Regions from separate parts of the Mus musculus genome. Here region 2 is linked to region 1. Evidence: chromatin contacts called from public Hi-C data. All regions are on one chromosome and are shown on one strand. Each heading gives the region's core, a stretch centred on a gene start, on an enhancer-like site or on the middle of the called end of the contact. The rest is flanking DNA. Distances are from core to core; before and after follow the strand shown.

Region 1 (5,783 bases), core at 1,963-4,462:
CAGGCTTTATGCGACCCTCCTATTTCCCCTGTGCTGCCCAAGGGCAGACACACTTACTGTGAATTGGAACTGAGGAAGCTTGTGCCTCTCTAGGTTCTGCCGAAAGCCACATCCTAACAGAAGAGCAGTAGGGATTTGAACCTGGGATTTCAGCTTCTAGCAGGGAACGTTTCTCGTCATGCCTCCTCCTTGTGACTCCGTTAGGTTCTGAGAGGTTACACGGGTGGTTGTGGTTTTTTGCAGTGGTGTTAGGCTGTTTTGGTCTTTAAAAACATCTTTTGGAGATTGTTTTTCAATGTTTAATTTGGTGCACCAGTGTGCGTGTGTGCATGCATGTGAGTGTTTGCATACCACGGTGCATCTGAGATCAGAGAACAATTTAGGTCTTCTTGTTTCCTACATGAGTTCTGGCGATAGAACTCGGGTCTCCACACTTGGTGACAAGGACCCTTACCCACTAAGCCACCTCAAGGGCCTACCAGGAGAGGGCTTAATAGTGTACAGTTAATTTAGGACTTATTCTGCACTCATTGTCTTGGCAAGGCAGATTTCCCCTACAGTAAGAGAAGGTTAATTTTATGTGTCATCTTGTCAAGGCCGCGGTGCCAGCTGTTCCGTCAATTACCGGTGCAGATGTTGCAGTGATAGTGCCTATTATCTGGGATTAACATTTAAATCAGCAGACTTTCAGCCTTTCCTAATCTCAGGCTAATCAGTGGAAAGCCTTAAGGAAAAAAAGATGAGGGTGTGGGGAGGAGACTCAGTCGGTCCCACACATGTCCTGTTGTTTGTTAGTTACCTTCTTCATGTGACAAAAATATCTGACCAAACAACAAAAGAGGGAAAGCTTTCTTTTGGCTTCCAGGTTCCTAGGGGTCTACATGGAGGGAATGGTAGCAGGAGTAGGAGCCTGGTCGGTTGTGTTGCATCAGAGGTCAGGAAGCAGAGCATGAATAGGGGGTCAGGACTGTAAAAGCTCAGAGACCACTCCTACCCACCCACTTTCTAAGTAAGGCTTTTCCTAAAGGTTCCACCACCTTCTCAACTAGCACCACCAACTGAGCACCAAGTGCTCACGAGACAGAAACACACGAGCCTGTGGTGGACATTTTACACCCAACCCCAATGCCACACAAGCATGGAAACTTGAGTTTGAACCATGCCAAGAGTCTGTAGCCCTAGAATAAAGGAAGGAGCAACAGGAAGGCCAGCCAGTCTAGCTGAATCCAGGAGCTGCAGGTTCAGCCAGAGAACTTTTCTTTAAAAAGTGAGGTGGAGATAAATGAGGAAGACTTGATGTCTGGCTTTTGCACATGTGCACACACACATGTATATCTCTCATACACATGTGGACACACCTACAAAAAGCATGTATACATCACACATACAAATAGAGAGAAGGGGGAGAGGCATGTACACATGTACACCTTTCATACACATGTGGACACACCAACACAAAACATGTATGCATGTATATATCACACATGCACACATACAAACAGAAAGGGGAAGAGGGGAGAGAGAGAGAGAGAGAGAGAGAGAGAGAGAGAGAGAGAGAGAGCACTCTTCAGAGGTGAAGGAATTCTCCCTTCAGACAGACTTTGGATCCAAGAGTAGGATGAGTTATTGGCTAAATTTTCACCTGGCTGGTCAGTCGTCAGTATTTTACACTCACTGACCCCCACAATTCTGTTGGCCAATTCCTTAAAGTGAATCTTTCTTTGTGGATCTGTGTCATTTGTAATAGCAAACATACACGTGTCCTATTGATGTTTCCCTGGAGAATGCTGACTAAGGTCTTCTCTGATGCCTTCCTGGTAGATAATGAAAGTGATAACGAAGTAGAGTTGGTGCTGGTGTCCGAGTGATGTGCCAACTGCCTGATAGACACTACCCTTGACTGTGTCTCGTGTAATGAGACTCACTACATACACACTACGCTGTATGGAGAGCTTTGTTCCTTGTCATACAAATGAGGAAATTGTGGTGTGCTAATTACCAACATGGGAAAGCTTTTAGTAAGGGACAGGGAATGTGGCCAGGTTTCCAGTCCTAAGCTAGACCAAACATTTCTAGATCTCCTGTGGCCATCCATCTTGTGAGCAGCCAGAGAGCTCATTGTGGCAAAGATTCCATAGCTGGTCACAGTTTTCAGATATGATATAGTCTCTGGATAGAAACAAGTCCACAGATCGAGTACTATTTGGGCATATGTAATAGAATGCTTTGATGTAGGATGAAGATAACCATTCTGATTTTTTTTTTAACTTCTTTTCTAAGTCTGTCCACAGTGATTCCAATATCTATCACCAGGGATCTAAAAAATTAGATAAGAAGGTGCAGCTTTCATGTATGGGTGAAGACAAAGGTCTGTCTCTTTCCATTTGGTTTTAGTTTGGGAGGTGTTTGGGGCACGGGGTGTTGCTGATACAGGAGAGATGGTAACAAATGACCCAGAGCCAGTGCTTTCTCTTTGCATGCCTTGTGTCCTTGGCACACTGATGCTCCTGAGAGATGAAAGAAGACAGGTGAGCTTGTGAGCACGTGCCTGCCACCTGTCCCAGGGCAGTGCTTGAGCTAGGTGTCACTTGTCCCACCTGTCACGCTACACATGCACAACTATGTGAAACCTTGAAAAGAATCAGCTGTCTGTCTTTCTCTTGCAGGGAGAAGCACCATGGTTTGTCCTGCACGGAGACTCCAGGTAAGCCTTGGAAATGAAAGGTACTGTCGGAGCACCTTCTTTGCATGCTGCTATTTTTCAGCTTCCCTCCCCTTTGCAGGGTGGCAGAGTTGCTGCGGATGGATAGAGTAAAGTCGTGGGTAGGTCACCTCTACTGGGCTGTCCAAAACCAGTGACATGCAAGACAAAGCAATTGCTCACTACCACTCTGATGGAGTGCCAGGGTTTTCTGCAATTACCTTAATCCTTTCCTCCTGGCGTGAATGTTACAGGAAAGCCACTGCCAGTCATTATCCCCCCGAACCCTCTCTAATCTCTGTCCACACAGCGACATGGGCAGATGCTTTGCTGCCTGCCATGTTGCCTGCCTCTCTGAGCCCAGTGTCACTGTGAGGCCAGCTGTGGATGACAGATTGCTAAATCTGGCCTCCTAGAGGCTGAAAATTCTGCGATGAAGTATTGCTGGCTGCTCCAGTCACTCTATGGGCCTGCGGCCTGGTTTTAGGCAGGCCCAGAAAGTTCTGGAAGGTTGCCGCATGACTCAGGCAATCTCTTGCAGAGAAGGTCCCCCCTCCATCTCTGGCAGAGCCTGTTGTTGAGAGCTTGTCTTGTTTAGGATTTAGATTTGGGCATTCACCCAGGAAAAGCCCATCTCTTCCAGCCGAGAGTCACCAGCTACCAAAGCTAACATAGTAAAGAAAGGATTATTTTGGTCCTGCTTATTGTCTGAACACCCTGGGGCCAATTTGTTTGTACCCAAATGTTCCATTGTTTCTTTTATTTCTACCCTGCCCGCTCTTGTGTCACTTCTGTGAGGCTGTTCATTTAGATCCAGGAATGGTAGACATTAGTCAGCCTCTGCCTGTATGTGTAACCTCAGGACCACAGCAGTTTCCTTGTACGTTAGTTAGTAAGTACGTCAATTTTCGTTTCTTTTTAGTTTAATGTTTATTTGATTTTCAAAGTGTGTGTGTGTGTGAGAGAGAGAGATAGAGATAGAGAGAGAGATAGAGAGAGAGAGAGGAGGGGGGAGATTTGTGTGTGCATGTCTCTGGAGGCCAGAAGAGGGCGTTAGATCTAGAGCTTGAGTTACAGACGGTTGTGAACATGGCAGCTGGAAGCTCTTGCTCTTGGCCAGAAAACCCGAGCAGTCATAGTCACTGGTCGTGTCTCCAGGCCCAGAAATAACAGGTTGTTGTTTTGCAAGGTCTTTGTGAGGATCAAGAGGATGGTGTGGTGGGTAGTATTGGTTGTCAGTTTACAGGATCTAGTATCACCTAGAAGACAAAGTACTGTGAGGGACTTTTAAGGTAACATTAACTGAGGTAGGAAGATCCGCTCTCACTGTGGGCAGCACTACGCCATGGGCCGGGAAAGAGTGATCTCCAGCAGGCTATGCTTCCTAACTCCGCTGCAGTGTGAGCAGCTGCCTAGAGCTCCTGATGTCTATGACTCCTCGGCCATGAAGGACTGAATGCGCCAAGTGAGTTAACACAAACTTGTCCTTCAGGCTGCTTCTGTCTGGTGTTGTGTTGTGGACGTGAGAAAATTAGCTAATCAGATGGGGATGACAATGTGCTTAGTATACCATGGGTGCTTAATGGATGCGCTGTGGCAATGGGAGCGGCTACTCCTCATGGCACACCTGGCACACCTCTAGGGCTTTTGTTTTTCAAGGCAACTTCATGGAACACTTTTCTGTTTGACATTGAGGCATACACTAGAATTCCCATTTTTAACAAGGACATGGCAGATGTTAAGAAATGGTAAAACTATGGCCTATGGTCTAGTTTTTGGTCTACTATTTGTTTTTGTCAATAAAATTTTTAATTAGGGTTGTTTGTTTGTTTTCTTTTTGAGACAAAGTCTCACTATGTAGCTCTAGCTGGTTTGAACTTGCTATGTAGACCAGGCTGGCCTTGAATTTACAGAGATCCACCTACCTCTTTTTCCTTTATGTAAGAATTAAAGATGTGCACAGCCACACCTGGCCTATCTGTGAATATATTGGCTCACAACCATGGCCATTTGGTGCCATGTTGCTTGTGGCCTCTTGTCTTAGTTAGGGTTTTACTGCCATGAAGAGACACCATGATCAAGGCAAGTCTTATGCAGGACAACATTTATTTGGGGCTGGCTTGTAGGTTCAGAGGTTCAGTCCATTATCATCAAGGCAGGAACATGGCAGCATCCAGGCAGGCATGGTACAGGAGGAGCTGAGAATTCTACATCTTCATCTGAAGGCTGCTAGTGGAACACCGACTTCCAGGCAGCCAAGATGAGGGTCTTTTAGCCCACAGTGACACACCTACTCCAACAGGGCTACACCTACTTCAACAAGGCCATACCTGCTAATAGTGCCACTCCCTGGGCCGAGCATATACAAACCATAGCACCTCTCTTGTGCTGCAAAAGCCAAGTTGAGTTGTTGATGCTTTTGAAAGCTAAAATGTTTACTTTCTGCCCCTAAGCAGAGAATGTTTGGTATGGGTTCTCAGGGGTGGAGCCAGGATGCTCATATCTACTGAAGCCTTAGCTTGGGTTCACACTGGAGTCACACTTTTTCTTGATACGGAAAGGCATAGTGGAAACCCATAGGCAGGGAACTCTGAAGATGCTCCTTTGTGTATCTGAAAATCAATCTAAAGCCTGCCTTTGCATCCCTATTTATCTACAGCTCCCAACTCTGCAGGAACCTGCAACCTGGGCTGCTTCTTGTTTTTCTCCAGGCTAGTGTTCCTGGCTACTTACTGTGTACGGCTCTTTTGTCTCAAACCCTGCCAGGTCAGAGGCCTCTCAGAAGCTTTCTCAGAGCAGCACAGTGGAGGCAAGATTGCTCTCAGAGGTGCTACCAATCCCACCAGCAGAAACACAGCTCTCCTGCCCCTGCCTATTTCTCCCAAGTGTCTCTTCTATGCCAGGTCCAGTCCCAGGAGTGGAGAGAAGAAGAGGCAAGTTATGCTGCCTCCTGTAAGTAGTGTGCTGTCTAATGGGTAACAGGGTCAAAAAGGCGCAGAAACAGTGAGAAAGGGTGGTATGTTACCCACTAAAGGTATGGATTGTTTAGTAGGTCCAGAATTCAAATATGGGAGGGGACCAA
Region 2 (5,487 bases), core at 2,796-5,295, 320 kb after region 1:
TTCACTGTAGAAAACGTCAGCACGCCACATTACAGAGGAGGAAGTCGAAGTATAAAATTACTTTCTCATGAAGATGATACCTGCAGAGGAGAGGAAACACCTCAGGTTGGCCTGGCAAGAACAGTGCAGACGTGAACTCCATATGTCAGTAAGTTCCTTGGTACATGAGGCATCAGGGCTGGGTCATTCTTGGAGAGAACTCATGCCTAGATCTTGCTTCCATAGATGGGAAGAGTGAGATCAGAGTGTAGGCGTTCCTTCCATGTCAGCAGGTACAATGTGTCACTGGGGCCTCTCTTGTCCCTCGAGGTATCTTTAAAAGCTCATCTTTGGTAAGAAAAGGCAGTAATTTCTGAGCTGAGGGCATGCTGGGATGTCCCCCTTGCCTTTCCATAAGCACCAGAAGTGTGAAAGGCTGAGGTATCTAGAGGAGCCAGGAGGTCCCATCTGTGGATTTGGGGAGGACAAACAATTCAGATGAACTAAGTGTTGTCTAATCAGTTCCACCCATATCCTGGGGCTACATCTGAGTCACTGCTTTTGGTTTTCCTGTCCCAGAGGTCTGAAGCAATCTGGGCTGTGCTCAGTCTTGAAGCCAAGGACCTCAAGGCTAAATCATGGGACCTGCTTAAGATGACATGTTGGACAGATGACCGAACCAGCTTAGCCCACTGGCAAGATTCAGCAAGATACCTACTTTTAGATGGCCCATGAGCTGAGAATGGGCTTGATGCTTTTAAGTGACTGGAAAAAAAAATTGAGAAGTGTTGTGTGACTTCTGAGAACCATGAGAGAGCATGTTGTGGGACTAGCTTCTCTTGGGGAGATGCTACACTCTGATCTACTCAGCCTAGATAGAGAGTCATGACAGACAAAAGCATGGCTACCACCACAGTCCAGTTTAGTGAACCAGTGAGTTTTACTGAGGTTACAGGAATATAGGTGATGGGGTATTTACAGAAGCAGAGATGACTCAAAGACAGCTACCTCAACAAAGCCACCCTAGCATGGGTGACCACTCACAATAGCTAAATACCTGGACTACACTGTACAGACTATAGGCAGTTCAATAGATGTCGCTTCCTATTCCAACCAGCAGAAAAGAGCGATGACACTACGTTCTTCTCAAAGCAGTTCATTCAGGAACATTTCAACATGCAAGCAGGAATCTCTCTATCATGCAAACAGGAATCTCTCTTCAAGCAGGAATCTCTCTATCCTCCAATCGCAATCCCTTATACAACCCCTCAACCACACCCCATCAGCCCAGTCTGAGTAAATCTCAGTTCATTGGCTTCCGTCAAATGGCCTGATCTTGCATCATGGTGCGCCTGCGCAGCTCTCACGATGGACGTGGCTTATTTTCGGGTATATGAGGAAGTCAGGTGCAAGTCATAAGACTTGGCTGCAGTCTCGGGCGCCATCTTGGGACTACCGCCACACCTGCTCCCCACAAATAGACTGGAGAAAGTCCTTTCAGGCAGCTCAGTTGGTCAGTGCCCCTTCTGGTTCAGCTCAACTAGACCCTATCTCTTCCAGGTTGCTTGGCTAGTCTTTGCGATTGCGATCATTGCAGTCCACCCATGAGGGGCTAAGCATTCAAACATATGAGCAGGTGAAGGCCATTCTCATTTAAACCACCACAGGAAGTGACTTGAAGCAGTCTTTACTAATCTACTTTGAGGGAAACTAGTGAATCTGGTCAGTTTCAGGGACTTCCTGAAGCTATTTTTGGTGTTGTTTGCTTCCTATTTTACCAGAGCTTTCCTGCAGGATGGAGTGCTTCACTTTCCCCTCCTAGAATGTCGTGTTGTTTCACTTCCTTATAAATACCCTGTCCTAAAATAGCCTGTCATTTAACTTTCCCTTTATATCCTGTCTTAAGAAGTTTCCCTCCACAATGGAAGGTTTTTTAACGTTAGAGGAAACTGCTATAACGAGACTTCTTTCAGCATCAATGTCTAAAGTTTCACTGGGATGTCCTGGGTTCCTTCATCTCTAGATTGTGACTCTCTCAGATGGTTACAGCAGGGTGGCCTCAAATCTGCCACCACCACATCTTCAGACAATACTGCCCCAAAGCACCAGATCTTAACCCTGAATTCCAATATTTCTAAGAGAAACTCCAAGGCCAGAGTCAGCCTGAGACCAGGGCTCACTACTCACGGTATGAAAGGGGTTTGTGCCCATTGGGAATCACAGTAAAAACTCGTTAGCCTCTAGTAATGCTGGGATACAAGGTAGAAGTGGGTACCTTCAAGAGGAGCTGTTGCCTGGGAGTGTACTCTTTAGAGGTCTCTAGACCTGGGTGAGTGAACACAAATGCAAGCTACATGCTGCGTCTCTTGTACATGCTTTTCATCCTGGATAGAAGTGCCAAGTGATGCTGGTGCTATGCTTATTCTTAAGATATCCCCATCTTTAGTACTGGACCAAACTATTTCTAATGAATTACCCAGTCTTGGCTATTTCTTTATAGCAAGAGAAAACAGGATAGCACAGCCTCTACCCAACATCTCTGCAAAATTAAGGTGGTACTTGAAGCCCAGCCCACCACAGGTCACAAGATGTCAGGAGATGCCAGTGTGGGAGGCACCTTTATAATTGGAAAAGAAAGAAGCCAGTCGGAAGAGGTGAGGTGAGCGAGTGCTGCCCTGCTCTGTATGATATGTCAGTAAAACAGACTGTGGCAGAGGAGACTGTCAACGAGACAGGACAGAGAACCACCTAGGAGACAACCTTCTAAACATGACTATGAGGAAGTTTCGAGGTTAGGTTGAGATGGGAAGACCCTTCCTAATACATTCCATGGGCTGTGGGCCCCAAACGGAAGGAAAAGAAACAGCTAGCTAGCTGCATTAGTTACTTCCCTGTAGCTGTTACAAAACACCATGACCAGGGCGATTTATAGAAGGAAGAGTTTATTTGGGCTTCTAGTGCCACAGGGATAGAGTCCATGATGGCAGAGCAAAGGCCTGAAGCGGGGGAGGGGGTTGGGGTGGGGGTGGGAGCTCACTTCTGGCACCACAAGCAAAGGACAAACTAGAAATAGTACAAGTCTTTATGCTCTCAAAACCCATACCCAAGGACACACTTTTCCCTAGCAAGGTCACAGTCCTAAACCTATCTGAACTGTGCCACCAACTGGGGACCAACTGAACAGTGCCACCAATGGGGGACCAAGTATCCAAGCACTCTAGACAAAGGGAAACATCCCATTTAAACAACAGAGGGTGAGCGCCGGCACTCACCTCCATTCTCCCTCCACTAAGCACTGCTTCATCAACGCTGACTCTTGGGATCAATGTCCCAACCCAGAAGTGACCTGGAGTGTGTTCTCAACCTTGGCTCTCTTTCAGGGGATGGGCTTCCTCCCTCAGGTGATTTTTTAAATTTCTTAAAGCAGAGCTGGATTTATTAAGATATTTTAATACAGATTCAAGTATCAGGTTAACAGAGAGAGGGGTGCTGAGCAGGGAGTGAGGGGAGTATAAAACACCCCCCCCCAAGTATGGGTGTGGGTTTCTCAATGGAGACTTACTCCTGGGGTGACCTTAAGGGACTAGGAAGGGTCTCTGACTCGTCACCCTGCTCTTTCTGCTCAGATTCACAACATGTCATTCTGTTGTTTCAAACCTGGTGAAGGTGACTTCCAGAGTTAGCTTTGATGTCATAGCTTCTAGCGACAGTGGGGAGAATAGAACTGCTGAGATCCCACAAAATGGAGTGAAGGAGCGAACCACAAGAAGGCAGCAATCTGAGGAACAGGTGGGAGTGGGAGGTGGCAGCTGGTGTAGAGGGCGCTGCCATGCTTGAAGATGTTCGAGATGTGAAGCACACCCCACGTCCCCAGGTGTGTTTGGGGTGGGATCAGTTTGCAAGGAGTTAGGGGGAGGTATCTCCAAAACTTACAAGTCACATGTCATGGGGACAGGTTTGGATCCTGTGAGGGGGAAGTCACAGATGCTGCTGTGAACTCCCCTCCTCACAGGGGAGGCTGCGGTGGCACCTTCCCTCCTTGATATGTATGTAGTCTGAAGGACAGCGACAGAGGTGCTCTGCTCCCCTCCCCCACGCGCCCCCTGCTGGCATCACGGATGTCTGACACTCTGCTGATCTTTTAAAAGTGAAACAGACAAAGCTGTGTGCCCAATTGGATGTTTCTCCCCACCATCTGCGTGGCAATACAAGTTCAGGTTGTAATGGCATCCACTCTCCGTCAGTATTAGGGAACCATTTAAACATCCAGAGCCATTCACTGATTATAAACACAGTGGGAAAAAAAAAAAAAAAACAAAAAGAAAGCAGCAAGTGGCATGTGTCCCCACACCTGCTGCCTCCCTGCGTCAGTCAATTTCATGCCTAGGAAGCTCCGGACTCTGTGGGGATGCTCTATGCGCAGTGTGGTTGGTTATGAGTTCTACTTTATTTCCCTTTTTCTCCCCCGTAGGGACTGGCGCGGAAACCAACTTGGCCCCAAAACCCAGTGGCTGCAAATAGATGGAAATAAACAGAAAATAGACAATGATCATAAATGCACACCAAAAATGCTGATTTCCCAGTGTTAAAAGGTCCATTTGCTTTGCATTAGTAAATAAAAGCGGGCACATTTTCCACTGGGCTTCAACAACAGCAGAAGTCATTGTTCAAAAGGCTTCTGTCCTGTCCCCTTCCCCCCTCCCAGGGTATCCGGTCCCCTAGGAAGAGGTGAGTCTCCAGGCAAGTGGACGGTGATGGCATCGAGTGGGGACAGCAGAAGCTGAAGAACACATAGAAGGATGCAGTTCACAGGAAAGGAAAGGCCAAGGCCAGAAAGGTGTTCTGGGTTTCTGCGCCCTCTCAGGCCCCAGACATGACCCATGAGTAGCCCCAGCCTTCAGGACCAGCCTCTGTTCGAACCTCTCACATAGGCAGCTTTGAAGAGTTCTCTACATCTGGTTTCTTACCTGGGGAATTCCAGGAGGCTCACAGATACCCAAGGATCCTGAATTTTGTCCAGGCAAACTCTTCCAAAGGGAGGTTCTGATTGTGTTTGCTTCTGCTCTTATTCTTCCTCGCTCTGTGCATGTGTAGCTGGTGCATGTAGAAGTCAGAAGACAACTGTTGGGATCATTCCGACCTACCAGTCCACTTCCTTTGACATGGGGGTATCCCACTGCACCGGGGACTCAGCAAGTGGACTATAGTGGCTAGCCAGCAAGCCTCAGGGAGCCTCCTGTCTCTGGCTTCCCAGTGCTGGGTTACAAGCACGTGCTTCCACACTCAGCGTTTCCTGTGGATCCTAGAGACTGAACTCCAGTACTCTGGCTTCCGTCCCATAGGTCAGGTTATGAGCAAGTTGTTTGAAGAGAGTGGAGAATATCATCAGCTTTGGTCTGATCAGAAGCTACAAGCTCCTCTCTCTCTCTCTCTCTCTCTCTCTCTCTCTCTCTCTCTCTCTCTCTCTCGCTCTCTCTCTCTCTCTCCTATCTCTCTATTTGACCAGGA

The links. Hi-C and Micro-C count contacts between places; a contact is called where the count stands out from the background.
Region 2: a contact with region 1 is called in a Hi-C map of muscle stem cells, with 2.9 times the contacts expected there. The contact joins two enhancer-like sites.

Annotation. Positions count from the first base shown.
Region 1 is chr5:52,306,664-52,312,446 of GRCm38.p6, forward strand. No RefSeq gene overlaps it. Among named protein-coding and RNA genes, the nearest start is that of Sod3, 54 kb to the right of the region's middle. Within about 2 kb of position 3,213, at least 24 of the 459 cell types and tissues checked have an H3K27ac peak or open chromatin away from gene starts, as enhancers often do. A contact at or near this core is called in muscle stem cells, where this site is marked.
Region 2 is chr5:52,630,191-52,635,677 of GRCm38.p6, forward strand. No RefSeq gene overlaps it. Among named protein-coding and RNA genes, the nearest start is that of Gm30178, 9.4 kb to the left of the region's middle. Within about 2 kb of position 4,046, at least 26 of the 459 cell types and tissues checked have an H3K27ac peak or open chromatin away from gene starts, as enhancers often do. A contact at or near this core is called in muscle stem cells, where this site is marked.